Regions from separate parts of the Rattus norvegicus genome. Here regions 2, 3 and 4 are each linked to region 1. A link is a contact called in public Hi-C data. All regions are on one chromosome and are shown on one strand. Each heading gives the region's core, a stretch centred on a gene start, on an enhancer-like site or on the middle of the called end of the contact. The rest is flanking DNA. Distances are from core to core; before and after follow the strand shown. Region 1 holds the start of Plk2 (polo-like kinase 2). Region 2 has its middle 240 kb from the start of Plk2. Region 3 has its middle 180 kb from the start of Plk2. Region 4 has its middle 140 kb from the start of Plk2.

Region 1 (2,725 bases), core at 76-2,575:
CCTTTCCTGTCTTTCCCCACACTCGTGTTTTGCCTCCGATGGCATTCAAAGCTCAATTCCAAGCCACGTCGGAGGGTACTCGTTTCGCTGTGAAGGAATAAGCTTATGTTTCTGCACTTACTCTGCCCTGTTTGAGGAACCACAGCGATAATTTAGAAGGGTAGAAGGAAAATATTTTTCCCTCCTCTAATATGGCCGTATTTCTGATTCGGGATTGTATTAAGATGATAGAGACATTTCGAAATAGCTACCAGAGTTTAATTCCCCAGTGAACAGTACTCCAGAAGCGCTGGCACCACTGCCGTTGGAAGAAAGAAGGATAAGTCTCTGAGTTATTAGAAATGAACAGTAAAATCGAGCTTGTTGACAGCCACACTTTAGCTCAGCTGCCTTCATTTTCTGCTTTACCCCACAGTGGGACCTTGGATTGACTCTGTACCAGGGCGGTGACATCGCTTAGTGACATGAGATCCACGCAATCTGAATCACCTAGTTGGAACAAGAAGTCATAGATGACTTCAACTGTAAAATCATAATTAGCAACAGAACACGTTTAGCGTTACTGTTGAAGCTCAAGTTGCTGCTAACGAACCTCGGCCCACTCAGACCGTTAATCGTTTTTCTGAAAAATTCCACAGGATGGCGATCTTGCTTAGACTTGTTGCGTACCAAACCTTCGCCGGGCGTCAAGTCCTCGCTCCTCTCCAAGGTTAAGAGCCTGGCCTCTGACAGGGGTCACTTATCAGGCGAAAGGAAGAGGCTGCAGGGAGCTCAGATACTTCCCACGCCACAGCAGGTCACCCGGATCTCCGACCAGGATTGCACCTCGTTCCTCAGCTGCTCTGAGTCTGCCTGGTGCCGGGTTCCGCGGGGCCAGCCACTGAGCCTCCCCGTCCACGGGGTCCTAGACTGGAGTCTAGGTGGAGGTGGCCGAGGTCCCCAAGCGCTTCGTGTCTCCCTGTGCAGCCACGAGTGGCTCGCTGGATGACACCCGTGTCGGGTTGCACGGCTGTCAGGAGGGCAGTGCCAACCTTGCCTCTCGCCTGGCTGCTACCCCGCATCCCCACCGGGCCAGAACCGAGACAGGGCGTTCGCCCTTGAGTTTCTGTTTTCTACGCCCAAAGTAAGGGCACTCGACGAAACGCGGGAGCTTTGCGTACCGCCGCCTCCAAGCCAGGCCAAAGCCCGCGATAGCCACGCAGCTACCCCGCATCTATCCACAGTGCGCACTCCAGGGCGGGTGGGTGGAGCCCTCTTCGTGACGTCACGAGGCCCCGCCCCACCCAGCAGGCGCGTATTTAAAGCTTCGCTGCTGGCTCTCGCTCGCAGAAGAGGAGCCGGACGTCGGACTAGAGAGTAGGGAGAGCGATTGGGGCTCGAGGGACAGGGCTAGACCGGACGCGTGTCCGCGCCTCGGAGGTGGCAGTAGGTAGTGTCGGGTAGCGAGGCAACGATGGAGCTCCTGCGGACTATCACCTACCAGCCGGCCGCCGGCACCAAGATGTGCGAGCAGGCGCTGGGCAAAGCTTGCGGCGGGGACTCAAAGAAGAAGCGACCGCAGCAGCCTTCTGAAGACGGGCAGTCCCAAGCCCAGGTGACCCCGGCGGCCCCACACCACCATCATCACCATTCTCACTCCGGACCCGAGATCTCGCGGATTATAGTCGACCCCACGACGGGGAAGCGCTACTGCCGGGGCAAAGTGCTGGGCAAGGTGAGGAGCCGCGGGCGCCAGGCTGCGGGGCGGGAGGGCGGGCTGCCCGGGCAAGCTGAGCGAGCCGGGACTCAGCGCCCGCTTTTCTCGCTCCTTCAGCTGTCTAGTTCCCTGAGCGACATAGGTCCCACTCCTGCCCTCCTGGGCTTCTGAGCGCTGGGGATCCGGTGTGCATCCTCAGTCTGTTTTCCTCCCAGTCTACGAAGGAGGACTCAGGACGTTCTACCTTGACCCGGGCTCTCACTACCTGATCCCGGGGGAGCTAGCCTGTCAAATTTCTTCAGAGGGCATTTTTCCACCCTTTCTCCCTTCCATTCCCTTCTCCTTAGAGTTCGTTGTAAAGGGGAAACGAGAAAACTGGACTGGTTTCCAGGAATGCCTTTCCCTTCCTGAAAAACCATTTTACAAAGCAGATTGTTTCGCTCTGCCCACCCTCTCTGTTCCTCAATTTTTTGCTCCCGCCCCCCATTTTTTTTCTTGATAATCACTTATTTTAAACGTTGGTCCTTCGGGTTTTTTTTTTCTTTTTTCTTTTTTTTTTTCTTTTTTCTTTTTGTCATGCTCAATTCCATCTCGCCTTTGTTTCCTCCCAGGGTGGATTTGCAAAGTGTTACGAAATGACAGATCTGACAAACAACAAAGTCTACGCTGCAAAAATTATCCCTCACAGCAGAGTAGCTAAACCTCATCAAAGGGAAAAGGTGCGTATGACTGTTGAGTAAAGTATTTTCTTTGTGTGCAGGGATGGCCCTACCCTGTTAGAAAAATGTCTTCTGAATGTGTAAGCACTGTCTCTCCAGACAAGACGAGAGGCTAATAAGCCTTATCTTGCTTTTTTTTTCCTTAGATCGACAAAGAAATTGAGCTTCACAGAATCCTGCACCATAAGCATGTAGTGCAGTTTTACCACTACTTTGAAGACAAAGAAAACATTTACATCCTCTTGGAGTACTGCAGTAGAAGGGTGAGTGTTAACTCCTGGGTCAGTGCGCTTGCTAACAGAAAGCCCGG
Region 2 (2,725 bases), core at 117-2,616, 240 kb after region 1:
TCCTTCCTTCCTTCCTTCCTTTCTTTCTTTCTTTCTTTCTTTTTTTCCGGAGCTGAGAACCGAACCCAGGGCCTTGAGCTTGCTAGGCAAGCACTCTACCACTGAGCTAAATCCCCAACCCCCAGATGAGACTTCTTAAGAGGTACCACCTCCTCAGGGAGCTTGCTGGGCTTTGCACTGTCTTTGGAGATGAGGGTCTTTCCTGCTATTCTTCTGAGCCCTACTGTCTCTTTTCTCATTTCAGTTTGCTTCCAAGTAGGATCTCCAGATGAAGGAAACAACTTGCTTCCAAACTATTAGGAGTCATTCCTGGGGGAATGGCCACCTTATTTTTTAATAGGGTAGGTAGCACATGTTGGAGATATGGGTTAATAAAGGGATCATTGTATGCACTTGCATGGTGATTGTGCTACCCAGAATACCTCAAGTTCAAGGCTGTTAGTCGGGGAGAAGACCCGGAGGATGGATTCCTTGTAAACACTTGAGTGCAACTCACAGGTACACTGTTTATCTGTTCTCTCCAGCAAAAAGCAATCACCAACAGGTTCTTTTTAATACTAGTCTAGACGAGGTTTTGCAATGTTGCAGGTTCTTAATTGCAGTAATTACTGCCTGAGAACAATTAAGCAGTCACTACCAAACATTTCTATCGGGTGAATCTAGTGTCCTATTAATAAACAGTCATGAACTTATCTCTTTCTGGAAAAACCTCCCTGGTTGGTTTCCGACTACAGAAATCTCAAGCCGGGTTTGTTCCCACACATTCAGGGTTTGAAAAGCAGCTGTGTCCTCCAGAGCCAGACATGGTCCCGGTCCTCTGAGGGCCAGCGGCAGGTTCTGCAGCTGCCTGCTGCCATGACTGACTGTGTTCTTGTTACTAATTAAAGGTAGTAGCTGTGAATTCAGTGTGCTACACAATAAGTATTCATCACGTAAGCCCAGGTGACCTGGATTTGCCTGCTGTGAATCCTGTTTCCCTCTGCCTGGCTACTTTGCAAATTGCATCTGTAAGTATCTTTTCTCAGGGGAAGCAATTTCTAATCTCTAGATCAAAGCCAAATCTTTTTTTTTTCAAATCGTGAATTTCATATCCTAAATTATCATTTTATCTACAACCACCTACTCCGGCGTCCTAGCTGGAACAGTGTTTCTTTTTGTTTCTCTGTTCTTTCGCTGGGCTGGATTTATTATTTCGGGAGGGTTTCTTGTAAGCCATATTCTCTTTCCTGCCTCACATTGTGGAAACAGAGGATGGTAAAGCCGGCTGTCAATCAAAGTGCTCTCTGTTCTCAGGGTAGCTGAGTCAGTCCAGCCCTAAGAGGAAGCGTGAAGGAGGCTGTTAAATCTATTCATAGACGCGGAGATGTTCCAGCCACGGTGAGAGGTTGCAAATGACGCATGAATGCACCAGTGGCATGGAGGAGGAGGCTGCTGAGGAGGAGGGAGAGCAGAAGTGGGGGGGTTGACACAGGATCAGAGAATTATAGCAAGCTCGATGCCAGCCAAACTGTTTCTTTGCACAGACACAATTACAAAGGCTCCTGTGGACTGCATCAGTAGAGATGGCTGCCCTGACACATGTCCCATGCCCTTTGTCTGAACTGTCATATAGAGTGGTGGCCCTGAATGTACTCCTTGTGTGCATGGCCAAACGCTGCTGTGTCTTCAGAACCAGGACACCTGCAGCATTACTAACAGGTTGCCAGTGACACATTGAAGCATGGAAAAGAAATGAAGAAGTATAGGTAAGGTGGAAAGGGGAAGGCAGCCCTCTGTCAATTCTGTTTGGACACTTAAACTAAGCCCCTGGTTCTAGGTCAGAGGAGAAAGAGATTGTAGCAGACTAAACTTTGGAGAATTGTTAGAAGGTTTTGGGGGATGAGGATTCAACCCATTGCTGCTGGTAAATGGAAGATTACCATGGAAACACTAGGGTTCTCTGTTATATAAGGCTAACTCATCCTGATTAGTGAATATGCATGAACATATTCATGGATCCCAAACAAATGCAAATTATCTTTCTCTTATTCCTACCTATTATCATGCATTTATTGAGAACCTACCAATGCCGGGATGCTAGGTATTGCTGTATATAAATGCCAGTAGTTTTATCTCTATGGCTACAAGGATGCTAGGAGGGTCTGGAGAGAAATGTAGCCCACACAGATAATGGAAAGTATTCTTTCTCCAAGGTGAGAGCCACCGGGCATTCCTCAGTGAGATTCTGTCAGGCCTGGGAAGGTTTTCATGTGTAACAAAAGGTAATGTAACAGAATGGTCTGATCAAGTGGGTCTTAGTGGTGGTTCTCTCACAATCAGGATCTATTCAGGAAACTAAAAAAAAAATCCTCATTAGAGAATCAGACTAGATTGGATAACCTCTAAAGTCTCTTTCAAATTTGAAAGTTATACTTTTAAATATAGATTTAAAATCTTTTTTTAAATATAGATTTTATTTTATAATCAAATATAAAATATATTATTTTAATGTATAATTAATATATAATTAAACACATATTTAGATATATGTTTTATATAGTATATTATGAATATATAATATAAAATGTGTAATTAAATATAATTGATTATATATAATAAAATATAAAATAAAATATAAAACTTCTTCATACATTTACATTTTGTTGTTATTTCCCAGTTCCATGGCCCTCACAGTCCATCTACAACCCTTCTTCTTCAGTCAACCTCTTGCCTACATGTCTCATTT
Region 3 (2,725 bases), core at 160-2,659, 180 kb after region 1:
CTTTCATTTTCATTATGGCCTATTGGAGGTATTGAAACTCAGGTCTTCAAAAGTGGGCTTGGGTACTTCTTCAGTTTATCCGAAACATCAGGGAAATAAAACCCAAGGAATAAAGATGTTGTTAATCTTCTACTGGGGACATAGTCTTCTTTTAAATTGTTTGACAGTTTCATTCATTTATATAATGAATTTCCCTAACTTCATATTGCTTCTTCTCCTTGCCCTTTTCCCATCCCTGTCTATCTCATAGTGGATCCCACTCCCACCTTCCCCCTCCTCCCTTTCTCCTCCCCCTTCCCCCCCATCTAGTGCCCTCCCACTTTCAACTCTTCTTTCTGTGTGTCCTCCATTGAGTCTAATCAGTTTCTACCCTGAGCATGGCTGACTGTTTACCAGAGCAAAGACTGACTCATCACTGGCTTCACCACTGGAGAAAATGACACCTTCTCCCCAGAAACCTTTAATTGTCATTGTCCCTCAGGGAGGGGTGGGGCCCATGAGGGCCCTGTCCAGTAAGTTTATTTGTCAGTGTGATCTGGGAATCCCCTGCCTCCTTTATGAACAAGATAAAAAGAACAAGCAATGAGCTAGCATTTGGTTTTTGGCTGATCTTACAAACTGGGTAGGTAGAGTCTGGGTGTTTCTGAGCCTCTCTAGTTTAAACAATGTGTTCCTCCAGTCTCAATGCTCAGTTTAAACCCTAACTATTTTCTAGGAAATTAAAATATTTCTACTAAAGATGAGAGGCTAAGACCAAAGGAACATGAACTTGAGAACAACCTGGGCTATGTAGTGAATTCAAAGTCAGCTAAGTTACCCAGTGAATGTAAGCTGGTTGGATGCAAAGCCAGACTCTTTCAACCTGTCCTCTGCTCCTGCCAAAAAGTAAGTGCCTAATGCTTTGAGTTGGGAGGAGCATGTCAGCATGGTACTCTAGAAGTGGATACAGTGGATTTGAATACCCCTTTAAGAGACAGGAAGCATGGCTAAATTTATTATGTGATGTCAAGGACAGTTCTTGCCTAAAACTCAGTATTTCAGCAGGTTTCCAGTAATGGGCTATGTCAGGAAACATGGCAGAAAAAGACAGATTGAACAAATGACAGTGAAATTTAGAGGAAAAAGCTCAAAATCACACCACATACAAAGAAGAACAAGAGACTCATTTCTGCTAGAGCATTACACCTATGCAGAACTGAAGAGATAGTTGGGTCTAGACCCAAGAGAAGTAGAAGCTTCCCCAGACCCTGGCCTCTATTTGGAGACTATGTCTTCACATAGCACAACTCATGATAAACATGGCTCTGTTTAGTCCCTCTATGGTCGACACTATTCATCATTTGAACAGTGTGTGTCTAAGGATTTCCACAGTCCCTTTGAAGCTTTCTTAGCTATGATTTCATGTGTGGTGAGTCAGAGGGAGCAAGCAGGATCAGGAAGTGCTGAACAATAGGACTGGGAATAACCGTTCTCACAGGTTGAAGGCAGCTGATAAGGTCACAGGGTGGGGACTCCCTCATCTTCCTACCCTCCCCAGGCAGATCTTAATTCTGGGCTAGCCCTTCCCTTATATACAAGGGCAGCACAGTTGGAAAGTCTGAGACACAGGGATGCCCTCTGTCCTTCATTCAAGCTTCTAAATATGCACCTGTCTAAATGTGTGCAAGATATTCAACACATACACACACACACACACACACACACACACACACACACACACACACACACCATGTTGTTGACAGCTACACCAACTTCCTCAAAGTCCTCATCAGAAGAATGGGAAGATATAATCTTTGCTATTAGGACTCCAACAAGTAAAACAAGTTACCACAGGGGTGTGTGTGTGTGTGTGTGTGTGTGTGTGTGTGTGTGTGTGTGTGTGTGTGACTTAGCATTTCTTTTGGAGACACTTTGTAGATTTTCTTACAGCCTGTAATTGATGGGAAAAGAAAAAGAAAAATCATAACATCACCATCAAATACTACCTTTTAAAACAATCCTTTGGCATTTTCTGGAATATGGTATCACATGGATTATATCTGTTCTTCTGGGCTTTGTCATGGCTCATGAATTTACAAGAAATCTTTGGATGATCAGAGAAGGCTACATATGGATTTGTTTCAATGTCCCTGGTGGTGAACTTAGAAGGAAATAGTGTTTTCACAAACTTGGCCCTTTGGTCAGATATAGATTGAAACAATCATATACCTGTCTAAGGATTCCATGTTGATGAGAGTCCAACAGTGAAGGATACACCCCAGATTGAATCCCCCTCAAACAAGGTTGAATGTGATTTGAAAAACTGTGTTAAACCAAATCCAGTCTAAAATCAGCTTAATACAGTGCTTTCTCCAATACAAATAACAGAATGTCAACCTGGACAGATTCTTACCTGACTGCAAGGAAAGAAAGACAGCCAGAGATGAGAGTCTGGGGCAGGGAGTCTAAGAGAGTAAGCCTAGCCCCAGTGCGGGCATCAGCTTCTGAGCAGGACCAACATCAGATAATCAAACCATGCCCTATGCCGAGGCTCACGGGTGCCACCCAGTTACGTCTGTGTGCTATTAATAACAGGTTCAGCTGCAGACTGCCATCCATCTTGAAGGACAAGATCAGGATGGCTCAGGAAATGGTTGTGGAGCTGTTTACTTTCTCATGACCTTTTCTCCTCAGTCACCCAGCAGGTGCTGTCAGGAGAGCTGGCCCAGAGGGGAAGAGCTCTGAA
Region 4 (2,725 bases), core at 111-2,610, 140 kb after region 1:
CCTCTTGGGCCAGGGATGTGGGCAAAGGTGGACAGAAGTGGCAGTCTGTCCTGCCATCTCAGAAAGTCCGCACTTCTGGGTGTTCAGCTCTCTTCCCCATGGGACTTGGGAGCAGGGTGCTGTGGGATGGGATCAGTTCCGGTTTCTGGGCACAGCCAGAAACCAGAAGTGCTCTGTCCAAGAGGACTTCTGCCTTTGTGTTTCCTGAGTCCACGAGGCAGGTCACTTGTAGCAGAAAAGTTGGTCTTACCTCTGCTCTCAGGTGTGTAGGTGCTCCTGGCGTCTGGTTTTCAGCTCTCTGAGCAGGTAGGAACTGGCATCACTGGTTTTTCTTAAAGTACTTCCTTGAAAGCTTCCCTTGCAGCTACTGTCTTGTGAGTCTTTTGCTCTACTTTCCATTATCTGTAAACATCACAGTTCGTCTTCATTCCCAACACACAGTTCTAAGTTGAAGCTGAATGTTCGCCTTCCTAATAATTATCTCATCACTCCTGCCTTCTAGATCTTTTATGAATTCTGTACTTATCCTATCCTTTTGTGTTGTCTGTCTGCCTTAAAATATCCTCTTTTATATAATATGCTCTTCAGTTCACCAGAATATATCTACAGATAAAATTTCCTTTTCCCTTTTTCAATAAGTTGTGCTTCATCAGTTGAGAAAATATATTCTGACCAAACCTTTATAGTTTACATGACCATCACCATCTTTCTATTACCTCTCTTCTTTCCTCTCGAGGTCCTAATTAGTTGTAGTTATATTTAATTTCCTCTGAATTATAATGTCACTTTCATTGCTTTTAACCTACTTTTTGGTATCTATTTTACATAACAAATTCAAATATATATATATTTCTGTCTATTAACTTTATTCAATTTTGATCCTTTCCTCTTGACATATTCATTTAAAATTTTCAACAAATATATCTTCAGATTTAGAAACCTGAGGGTTTCTGACATGTTCATTTTGAAAGTGTACTGTTGTCAATTATTTTTTGTATTTGTCTTCTTTTTCCTAATACGACAGTCATTCCAGCTTTCTTCCTACAGTTCCCATGTCTACCATCTACGTAGGGTGAACAAATTTGTTGTTTCTTCACTCTGCTGAATTCTGTTTTTAATGTTTTGCTCTCTGCTGTCCCTTCTTGTCTTGCCCTAGAGCTGGTTCCTTTCGTTCTGTCGTAGTCGCGTGGAGACTCATAGGCTTGCTTCTTCCTTCTGCAGGTTGTGATGGAATGTCTTGAAAATTTGGTTTAGAGTAGAATTGCCACATTTTGCCTCCCAGCTCCTAGATGGCCCAAGATTCATTATAACCAAAGTAATTTCCTCATAGGGTTTCACCCCAGGGAAGGAATCACCAGGTGCCTGCTTGTTCTCGTCACCTTTCTCCCAGATGTTGCAAGAGCATTTCACTTAACAAACCAAACCAAACTAAGCCAAGCAAACAAACAAAAACCTCTGAGCTTCTACTTTGGATCCTCCATGTTCCGTATGAGGCTTCTTGCCCCTAGAGTTCTGGTTCTGACTACCCAGCAATGTTCTGACCCTGTCTAGGCCCCATTTCCATTAACTTCCTTGTTTTGGGCAGGGGAGAATTTGCTGGACACCCCTCGGAAAAACATCAACATAGTATCATCTTAAAGAATGTCTCTTAACCAGGATCTAATAACTATGATAGGAGAATACTTCAAAGTTCCTAGTCAGTTTTAAACACTAAAAGCAAATCCCCTGCTTGTGTCTGAATGACAGTGTTTAAAAAGTCTCTGTTGTGTAACTTTCTGTCCTTTATCACAGAAAACACCAACTAGAGGGTTCCTTATTCATTTATTTATTTTTTGAAACTGAGCAATAGGTCACTGACCCAGCCCATCAGACCCAACCTTATCTCCAGATAGGGACTAGAAGTACTAGGAGAGGTAAATCCCGTGACTTACATTGCACTCTGGAATGCAAGCTGACAGGTGACTCTGTGGTTCAGAGCTGACAGCACAAGGACTAGAGCAAGTATCTCTTCAGATCAGAACATCACGTGGTGTTGGGGAGTGAGATGGGGGTCTGCATTGTGTGAGCTCTGTAATGGGTTTTGTACGTAGTTACTACGTAGCTCCCATTTGATTCTCTAGCCCTGCACAAAATCCTTAAGTAACCCAAAATTGTTTTATGAATGCTGTTTTTTATGGCACATTTATAACCAAGGTCTTTCCAGGTACAGTAAACCTCACTAATTTTTGAGCCTCAGATCCACCAAGGAGGAAGTAATTAGTGGGTAAATTGTTATTTTTCCCACCTCAAAGGAATCTGAATATCATTAAGTTGAAAAGGAGGAGCATGCCTAAGAAGGCCTTTGCAGTTGAGAGAAAGATAAGAAATATTTAATTTTTCTATTATTTTTAACTTACATAAATGACGATCAGGGTTCTCTGTACAATATGTGGATGTATTCTACAATGCTTAAATCAGGCTGGAGCTCTATAACTCCACAAACATTTGTTATTTCTTCATGATGAAAAAAAAATTCAGAATCCCTTCATTGGCTTTTATCACTGTGATCTCAGTCATATGCCTGTGTGAATGTCCACCAGATAGTCTTACTTTCAGCTGTAGCTTAGAGCTCTCTGAGTAATGTTTGTACAGTGAGCCCTCTCTCCTTCTCCGGTAAGCACTGTTCTGTTTCCAGCTTCTCTCTGAGCAGCAGTGGATTCCATACATGAGAGACTAGACTTCCCTT

Evidence for each region. A called contact is a pair of places that touch in the nucleus more often than the background predicts.
Region 2: a Hi-C map of prefrontal cortex shows a contact between it and region 1, with 6 times the contacts expected there. The contact joins the enhancer-like site here to the promoter of Plk2 in region 1. A contact is called at or near these places in 2 of 12 Hi-C or Micro-C datasets (frontal cortex and prefrontal cortex) and 1 of 1 datasets of contacts at active chromatin or transcription factors (oligodendrocytes).
Region 3: a Hi-C map of kidney shows a contact between it and region 1, with 4 times the contacts expected there. The contact joins the enhancer-like site here to the promoter of Plk2 in region 1. A contact is called at or near these places in 5 of 12 Hi-C or Micro-C datasets (Schwann cells, kidney, liver and 2 more).
Region 4: a contact with region 1 is called in a Hi-C map of liver, with 2.8 times the contacts expected there. The contact joins the enhancer-like site here to the promoter of Plk2 in region 1. A contact is called at or near these places in 2 of 12 Hi-C or Micro-C datasets (liver and psoas muscle).

The regions. Positions count from the first base shown.
Region 1 is chr2:43,701,211-43,703,935 of GRCr8, forward strand. It overlaps Plk2 (polo-like kinase 2), which reads left to right and starts at 1,326. Exons shown (of 14, transcript NM_031821.2): 1 at 1,326-1,714; 2 at 2,308-2,415; 3 at 2,562-2,678. The coding sequence starts at 1,454.
Region 2 is chr2:43,938,780-43,941,504 of GRCr8, forward strand. No RefSeq gene overlaps it. Among named protein-coding and RNA genes, the nearest start is that of Plk2, 240 kb to the left of the region's middle. Within about 2 kb of position 1,367, at least 41 of the 93 cell types and tissues checked have an H3K27ac peak or open chromatin away from gene starts, as enhancers often do. A contact at or near this core is called in prefrontal cortex, where this site is marked.
Region 3 is chr2:43,879,997-43,882,721 of GRCr8, forward strand. No RefSeq gene overlaps it. Among named protein-coding and RNA genes, the nearest start is that of Plk2, 180 kb to the left of the region's middle. Within about 2 kb of position 1,410, at least 10 of the 93 cell types and tissues checked have an H3K27ac peak or open chromatin away from gene starts, as enhancers often do.
Region 4 is chr2:43,842,316-43,845,040 of GRCr8, forward strand. No RefSeq gene overlaps it. Among named protein-coding and RNA genes, the nearest start is that of Plk2, 140 kb to the left of the region's middle. Within about 2 kb of position 1,361, at least 1 of the 93 cell types and tissues checked has an H3K27ac peak or open chromatin away from gene starts, as enhancers often do. A contact at or near this core is called in liver, where this site is marked.